Linked DNA regions of Anser cygnoides: region 1 is linked to region 2. A link is a contact called in public Hi-C data. All regions are on one chromosome and are shown on one strand. The core of a region is the stretch at or near the end of the contact, and the rest is flanking DNA. Distances in the headings are between cores, read along the strand shown.

The links. Hi-C and Micro-C count contacts between places; a contact is called where the count stands out from the background.
Region 1: a Hi-C map of liver shows a contact between it and region 2, with 3 times the contacts expected there. The contact joins the enhancer-like site here to the promoter of CLTB in region 2. A contact is called at or near these places in 2 of 7 Hi-C or Micro-C datasets (both in liver).

Annotation. Positions count from the first base shown.
Region 1 is chr14:9,274,992-9,279,102 of Taihu_goose_T2T_genome, reverse strand. UIMC1 (ubiquitin interaction motif containing 1) reads left to right here. Exons shown (of 13, transcript XM_067005403.1): 5 at 1-185; 6 at 3,588-3,652. Among named protein-coding and RNA genes, the nearest start is that of HK3, 18 kb to the right of the region's middle. Within about 2 kb of position 1,687, at least 2 of the 3 cell types and tissues checked have open chromatin away from gene starts, as enhancers often do. A contact at or near this core is called in liver, where this site is marked.
Region 2 is chr14:9,168,295-9,172,181 of Taihu_goose_T2T_genome, reverse strand. It overlaps CLTB (clathrin light chain B), which reads left to right and starts at 1,710. Exons shown (of 6, transcript XM_048080421.2): 1 at 1,710-2,213. The coding sequence starts at 2,030. FAF2 (Fas associated factor family member 2) reads right to left here and starts at 1,459. Exons shown (of 11, transcript XM_048080420.2): 1 at 1,305-1,459. The coding sequence starts at 1,367.

The DNA.
Region 1 (4,111 bases), core at 438-2,937, 110 kb before region 2:
AGATAGGTAGAGAGAATGGGGTCGCTGATGATACTGAAGATGGAGACCCAGACATGCAGAAGGAGTGCGAGAGCATCACCTGGCTCCTCCCTTCGAAGAGGAGGGAGGCAGAGAGTCCAGGGCACAACATGGAAGAAGAGAAGAACTCCACTTCCGATGACGAACCGACCACGAGCTACTGCCAGGTAAGAGCTCTGATGAGCAGCGGTTCAGCAGTCGTGCTCTTCCCTCCATTTTAGGATTCAGTCCCTTCTGCAAAGCAGGCGCCGCTGATAAGCATTCCTCTTAAATTTAGGGGCTGCCTCCCCCAGCCACCCAGCTTGCCGTGAAAGGGAGAGGAAAAGCCTGCAGGCTGATTTCCCGGCTCAGAAGTGGTGGGGGCATCATGCAGCCTGGCAGCTGTCCATCACTGCACCACTGAGATAAAGACTTCCAGCTGACACTTCCTTCTCAGAGGGGTGTAGCCTGGCAGGGCGTCAGGGCACCGAGACAACGCTCTGGCAAACCAGCTTAGAAACCTGTGGCCGCGTGAGGAGCTCTGTGTTTTCCTCCGCAGACAGAAACGTGGCTGCTTTCCTTGCACTGCGGCCTTTCCTTTTTGCCTCCCCGTTTTGTGAGTGCTTCGCTCCTGCGGGTGCTCTTTTCCCTCGTGGTGCTCTGGTTGCAGCTGTGACGGGCTGGGCACGCATGCACGTGTGTTCTGCCTGCCTGGGGTGATCTGTCGCGGCAGCAGCGCTCGCTGTCCTTGCTCCCGTGCCTCGGCACCTTCTGTCCGTGCCTGCTTGTTGGGTCTGGTAGACGCTAGGTGTCAGCCTCTGTCTCTGTCAGGGCTCTCTCGCTGGAGCGGAAGGCAGCTTTCTGTCACTGCTAAGTTTAAACAGATTGCTAGTCAGATGAAGTATTTATTACTGCTGTATTTTAGGTTTGTGTCAGCCTTTTCCAACCCTCATTTTTCATAATGACTTCACTCCCGGATCATTGTATAACTTTATCTTCTCTATGACTGAAGCCTCGGCTCTGTTGTTCCTGTTTTCAAGTGTATTTGATCATTTACCCTGGTGTTAGAAAGATACTTAACTTGTTTTGTGATATTTATATTCTGTCTTGTAATATTGAACACTTAAGAAAAACGTCATGTCTGCATTTTCTGGTTGCAGAAAAAGTGCAGAGCAGCCTGTGCTGAAAAGTGACTTGTCGTGACAGTGCTTTGGCTGGGTTTAGCGGATACAGATTTAAACAAGCCTTAGAGGTGACCTGCAGAGGAAAGAGGCAGACTTGCGCCTTTTTCATTTCTTTTGGATGGTTACAAACGATCTGAAGGGTTCTTAAGGCAAACTGTGTTTTTCTTTTTTTTTTCCCCTCCCTGTCTTTTTCTTTGGAAATTGAAGTCTTGGTGCTCCGGCAGATTGGGGTGGCTGCAGATCTACGGCTGTGTGCGCTAAAACCCTGGGGAAGCTACAGCAGCTGGGAGGGGCATGAACTTTTAATTAGTATTGAAAAATATGAGTGTTTTTTTCTCTTATTATCCGTGTAATGCTAATGCTTAATTAATTCTTGGGGAGAAAGTGGTTTTAGTGGTGCTGAGTGGGAACTTGTAATGTACTCATCCTGACCACAAGAGCTCTCCTAAGGAGCTGTAAGTGTATGGAGATTTAGTCTTCCTGATATTTTTAAGGTGAAAAACCAAGGGGAGGAGCAAGCTTGAAAATTTCAACCCCGGGCAAAAATTTGCCAGTCTTCTATTTACAGGAGAGAAAAGGATTTCTAAATACCTTTCATCTGCCTTATCGCTCCTGGCTCGAGAGGTTGCTCCCTTCTCCTTTCGCCTCTCTGCGCAGTCGCATGCTGAGGCCAGCGCAGGTGATTTACTTGCAGGATCGATATGTTTGATGTTTGCTTGTGCCTTGCCTCCATTTTTTTCCCTCTATCAAATACAATTCCACCGGCGGTGACGAAGGACAGGCACAGGGCAGCGCTGTCCCCGATGTGCTGCGTGGCTCGGTCCCAGTGCCGCCAGGGGCTGCTTTGCCGGTGGGGACAGTGGGAGGTCTGGGGCTGTGCCGAGGCCAGAAACCATCCCTGCGGGCTCACAGCTGCCCTTGAAAAAGCCTCGTGGTGTGCCAGCGAGGTCTGTAGCCCTGCTCTGAAACCCCTCGCCTGCAGTGGGCAGCGACCTTCCACCACGGCAATGGGCAACCTGAGCGGTCGTCGTCTTCGAGACATCTCCTGGCCCGCGAACCTGCCCTGACAAACCTCAGTGCCAATAGCATAAATTCCTTCGTAGCCTTTCAAACAAGGTCAGGGGACTCGTGGCCTCTTAAAAGATTCAGAAGAAAACGACCCAATTCTGGAGAATTAGAATCCGGTGACCTGAATTAGTGCCGTACCTTAAAACATATACAGGAGGAAAAACGGGATTGTGGCACGGTGTTTGTGAGCAGGGTTTGTGGTTCTTCAGATCCGTGCAGTTCAACGACGACAACAACACAAAGTAAAGGAGGAGGTGTGGTATTTTATGTTAATGATGTGTTAGGCTGTGAAGAAATAAAGAACAGTGTAGATGAAACAGAATATTTTGGGGCTGGAGTCACTTTAGGGAAATCTGGCAAGAGGCTTTGCGTTGGGGCTTGCTGGGGAAGCGCAGCAGCCATCTAGTACTGGGGCTGATCGAAGTTGAAACCTATGGAAGAAATCAAACCCTGAGAGGAGGAGGGAGAAAAACCCCTTGGATTTCTTGGAGAAATGGCATGAGAAATCGCAGGCCTGCCAGCGAGGACTGCTAATAAACCGCTGTAATTCCATCTGATTAGAGAATGGCAAGCGTAATGTGTACACTGAGGAAGAAGAAAGGGAGCCGGGTAATGACTGACATGTTAGCCTGACCTTGGCAACGCACAAGGCTTTTGAACAAATTTTAAAGGAGAGAATAAGTGGAGTCACAGAGGTAAATGAAAAATGGGATAAAATGCACATGGATTTACCAGCTGCAGATTGTGCAGGTTAATCTGTTCCCTCCCTTTGATAGGACAGCTGATTACCCCGCCGAGAAAAATGCAACAGATTTTATCTGTAGGAATCTCAGAAAAGTACTTCTCGTGGTCAACCAGCAGCTGTACCAGTTGATCAGGTCATCCAAACTCAGGCAAATGGATCTGAAAGCGGGGTGGGTGAGGGCTGCTGGAGTGCTTGAAGACACTGAGAGCCCTGGGTTGTTCTGCTCAGCACAAACGGAGCTGGGCAAGGGCTGTGATCGCTGCCACCGTCGGGATAGGCGCTGGGAACAGGCAGAGACTGTGAACGTGAAGGACAAGGTTGAGAACAGACGGACACGGGATGTCCAGGAATACAGCTAGGCAGCAAAAAGTACTGCCAGGCATTGTTGCAGAGCGCTGCTGAGCTCCTTACCGAAAGGAGTAATGGAGGCAAAAAGCTGACAAGTTCAGGACAGATACTTAGCCGTTTCTGGAAAAAAAACAAAAAAGAAAAAACGTGCTGCACGCAGAACTTGATGACCCAGCAGAGCCTGTCTGGCCTGGTTAGCTGTGTGTGTTGCTTTATACAATATCAGAGTTCTCTTTCTTTTCCAGGCCTCCCAGGTGCTGTCTGCAGAGGATGTACGCGGAGACGGGGAACCCATGCAGACTGCACAGAGGTGAGGAGGGGGGAATTCAGTGTACCAGGTCCGTGGGCTCGCCCTGGGGACGTGGACTCATCCTCTCACCGGGAGCAGTTTGGGGCACGGTCTGCGTGGGGCTTGCTGAAGCCCTGGGAGCCGTGGAGCCTCCAGCAGCAGGTCCTGCTGGAAGGGCTGCGCGCAGCTGCTGCTCGGACCTGTCCCTGGAAATACACGGCTCTGGAGCAGCGAGGGAGGGAGGAGAGGCACAACTGGGGAGAAGGGATCAGTTATTGTTCTTGCTCTCTAAAACGTGTGAGTACATCCTTGTGCAAGTAAGAGGGCTTGATCCTTACCCTCTGAAGCTAATTTGACACGGTACAGTAAAGCTGTGGAGATGGGTAGGTGAGCTAAAGGTGAGTTACAGCAGCGTGATCACATGCTCTGCCTTTGAAGGCACATATGCAGCATGGTGAATGGTTTACAGAATTTCTGTGT
Region 2 (3,887 bases), core at 461-2,960:
GGAAACTGATGAGTGCAGCTGGCCCTATCTGTCTGGATCCTGTAGGTTAGTAAGAGCTGCGATAGCTCGCAGTGAGAGCCGCAGGGCAGTTTGTGCACATATACGTGCAGCGCAAGACAATGGCTTAAATCTCATCCACTTACCAGAGAAAACAGCAATGCTGGGAAAGCAATCGTTAAAGCTGTTGCACCTCATCTGTCAGAGAATTAAGATCACCCAAGGAGCTTAATTTGCAGTAAAGGTTTAGAGAGGATCTCTTTAAAAGCCGACGGGATCTCCCAAAGCTAAGGCTATAGAGTAACGCTGCCGTTGATGACTTCAGGGGGCTGCTCGCTCCCCCTGGCTCCAAGATAAAGTGACGAGGAGCACCTGCACCTCACTTTGCCACAGGAGGCAGGACTGGATGCCTCTGCAGACCCTTTAAACACTATAAACTAGAGGCACATGGCACAAAAAAAATAATCCAAAATACGTCCTTAAAGATCAATATGAACCAACAAAAGCTAGGCAAAGAGCTCTAGAAATACGGTGTATTTATAGAAGAAAAGCACAGCCTGGGCAACACCACAGAATGCCTCACAATTCAGAGACAAAGCCAACTCACCTGAAGATAATTTTAATTGGCCAGCAACAGCTTAATTACTTTTCCACTGAGCACCCCTGAGTACTTCAACTCTGGGGCAGTTCTCTCCCCAGTAAGCACATCTGGGCTTCGTTTTTTTTTTAACGATTCAAGTGCTGCGCGGTCCCGAGAGCCCGGCAAACCAAAGGCCGAGCGACGCAGCCCGCGATACGCAGAGATCGGATCCTTGCAGCCCCCGGGGGCCTCCCCCAGCAGGCACCACCGGACCGGGACGGGCAGCGACAGCTTCTAGGAAGCCGCAGGCCCCTCGGGAGCCGTGGCTAACTCCGCACGCCCCGGGAAAGGCCCGCGCCTGCTTCTGGGGGCAAGGAGGGGAAATTCTCAGCCGCCTTACGCAAAACGGCCGGGGCGGGCCGCGGAGCCGTCCCCGCGCGGGGGCAGGGGGTTACCGAGCAGCCTCCCCGACTAACGGGCACCGAGCACAGCGCCGGCCCCTCAGCGGGCCCCGAGGAGCCCGCACCGCCCGGGGGAGCCCCGCCGGGCCCCGGGGAACGCCTCACGGCCGCCAGCACCGGGCGGCCGCCGCTCGGCCCCGGCTCGGGCCAGGCCCGGCGCCCCCGCACCCGCTCCGGGCGGGGCCCGCCCGCCGCCCCCGGCCCGGTTGGGGCCGGTTGGGGCCCGGCGGTGGTGGCGGTGCCGCGGTGTGCCCGGCGCGGCGCACCTGGAACTGCAGCAGCTTCTCGGTCTGCTCTGCCGTCAGCTCCCGCTCCTCAGGGGCCGCCATTTTGCTGCCGCCTCTGACCCTCCGCTCCGTCACCCGCCGGAAATGACGTCGGCGGCGCTGCCCGCCCCCCCTTCTCCTCCCCCCTCCCCGCGGCTAACAAGCCGAACCGCTGCTCGTCAGCCGCCGGAAATACACGAGCGCTTTCCGGAAATAGCCGAAGCGCTCTCGGAGATCTCCGGAAAAACCCGAAGCCCATCCGCTGCTTTCGCGGGCTCGGCCCTTCCTGATTGGCTCGCGAAGACTTCCGAAGAGCGCCGAAAGCCGTTCGGCCGTTTCCGGAGACGGCCGCCAGAGTCCGCAGGGCGGGGCGGGCTGCGGGCTGCCCCCAAGATGGCGGCGGCGGCGCCCACACCCAAGATGGCGGCCGTCAGCCGCCCTCCGCCCCGGGGCCGCCTCCCGGCGCCGCCTCGCGCGTGAAGGGGGAACGGAGCCGCCCCGAGCCGGCGTCCGCCGGCCCCTCGAGCCCGCAGGGAAGCCGAGGCGGCTCCGCAGCGGCTCCCGGCGGCGGCAGGGAGGGAAGGAGGGAGGGAGGAGGTCCCGGCGCTGATGTCAGCGCGGCCGCCCCGCCCGCCGCCGCAGTGACAGCTCCGCCCGGGCCCGCCGGGGCCGAGCCGAAGGCAGCCGAGCCGAGCGGCGGCAGCGGGGGCGGGGGGGAGCCGGCCATGGCCGACGACTTCGGTTTTTTTTCCTCGTCCGAGGGTGCCGGCGCCGAGGAGGACCCGGCCGCCGCTTTCCTGGCGCAGCAGGAGAGCGAGATCGCGGGCATCGAGAACGACGAGGGCTTCGGGCCCGCCGACGGCGAGGCGGCCTCCGCCACCCCCGGGCAGGCGGCCCCGCAGGAGCCCGGTGAGCGCCGCCATGCCCCGGGTCCCCCGGCCGCAGGGCTCCGGGTGTGTGGGGGGGGGGCCGCGGGCACACGGCGGGGTCGGGGCCCTGGGCAGCCCCCCCCCGGAACAAGGGGGGATCCGGGGGGTTTTGGGGTTCCCCGTGGGTTTTTGCGGCACCCCCAGGGTGTGCAGGGTCAGGGCTGTGCCTGCGATGGGCAGGCAGGGGCTGTGCTTGGGCACCGGGACGTTGGGGTGCCTTCCCCTCAACCTCAGGGTGCGGGGTGAGCCCCGAGCCTGGGGTTGATGGCTGGGGGGCGGTTCCTTCTCTGTGCTGGGCCCCCTGAGTTAGACGAGGACCCCGTCTCCGTGTCTTAGTGCCCCCAGCTCGGGGCAGCGCGGGGGGGTGCATCCAGGCGGGGTGCAGCCATCCGTGGACGGACGGACGGACGGCCCTGCCGCTGGGACCGCCGACAGGATGGCTTAGGTGGCAAAACGGAAGGCGTTTCCACCGGGGGCATCGTGAGCCCAGGCCCTGCAGGTGAAAGGTGCTAATCCTGATCTCGTGCCTCCGTGCAGGGCCTTCGGTAGGCAGCAGGATCTCCGAGGTCTCCTGTCCCCACGAGCGCAAGGACGTTGCTGCCACGGCCCCCTTGCCCCTAACGCAGGCGGGCCCACGGGGCCTCCCCGTGCTGCCCCCGTTGCAGTGGTTCCTCCTTTCCGCCCACAGGGACCTGCGGAGTCACAGCTGGCCCAGAGAGGTGCTGACAGCCCCGGTGGTAAATGCAGTCAGACAGGCTGGAGCTGGGTGTAGCCGGAGCTGCAGGGCGAGCACCGTGGGGACCGTGCTTGCTCGAGCTGCTCCAGAGCCGCGCTGCGTCTCCCTGTGCCTGCGGCCAGCCCAGGTCCTGTGGTCGAGCCTGGTCATCGCCGGGGAGAGCTCAGGGCCCGGAGAGTGCTTTTTTCAAAGCCTCTTTGCCCAGCAGCAGGGAGCTGAGCACCCTGGGGCTCGCCTTGCGGTGCCGGTGTGCAGCTCGTGGGGCCGTACCTGAGCCGTGGGTGTCCGCGGTACCTCATCCCCGGCCCTAACCCTGCAGCTCGCTCCCCCCGGACGGGCTCCTGAGGACCCAGGCATGCCCGCCTGCCCTCCTCCCTGCGGGCAGAGCGCGCTGCGGTGTCGCTGTGGGCTCTGTCCCCGCAGCGCTGCCTTCTGTCGCAGGCACGGAGCAGCCCTGCCTCTGCTGGGTGCTCGGCCGGCAGCTCCTGGCTCACCCGTGTGTGTGTGTGGCAGCCTGTGCCTGTTGCAGAGCTGGGGGCGGTCAGGTTGTCTGCGTGCAGGCAGAGCACTGCCTCCCGCCCTGCGCCTGGGACAGTTTCCCTAATCTTCAGATAAGAGTAAAAAAAAAAAAAGGAGTGAAAATGCCATAAAGGCATAAAACGCCCAGAAAGGCTTGTTTTGGGAGAGAGGTGGTGGCTGAATCCCTCCAAGGACAGGAGACCAGAGATCCTGGCCCAGCCCCCTCCTTGAGGGTGGCAGGAGACCCCCACATATTCCCTACAGCAGCAGCTCGGGGAGGATTTGGTGGGTTAGGGGCTCTGACAGCAATGCAGGCAGTGCAGCACGCTGCCTCCTTCCCCTCGCTGTCCCGGGCAGGCTCTGGACCCTGACACCTTGCTAGCCCTAACGTAAGCTCCA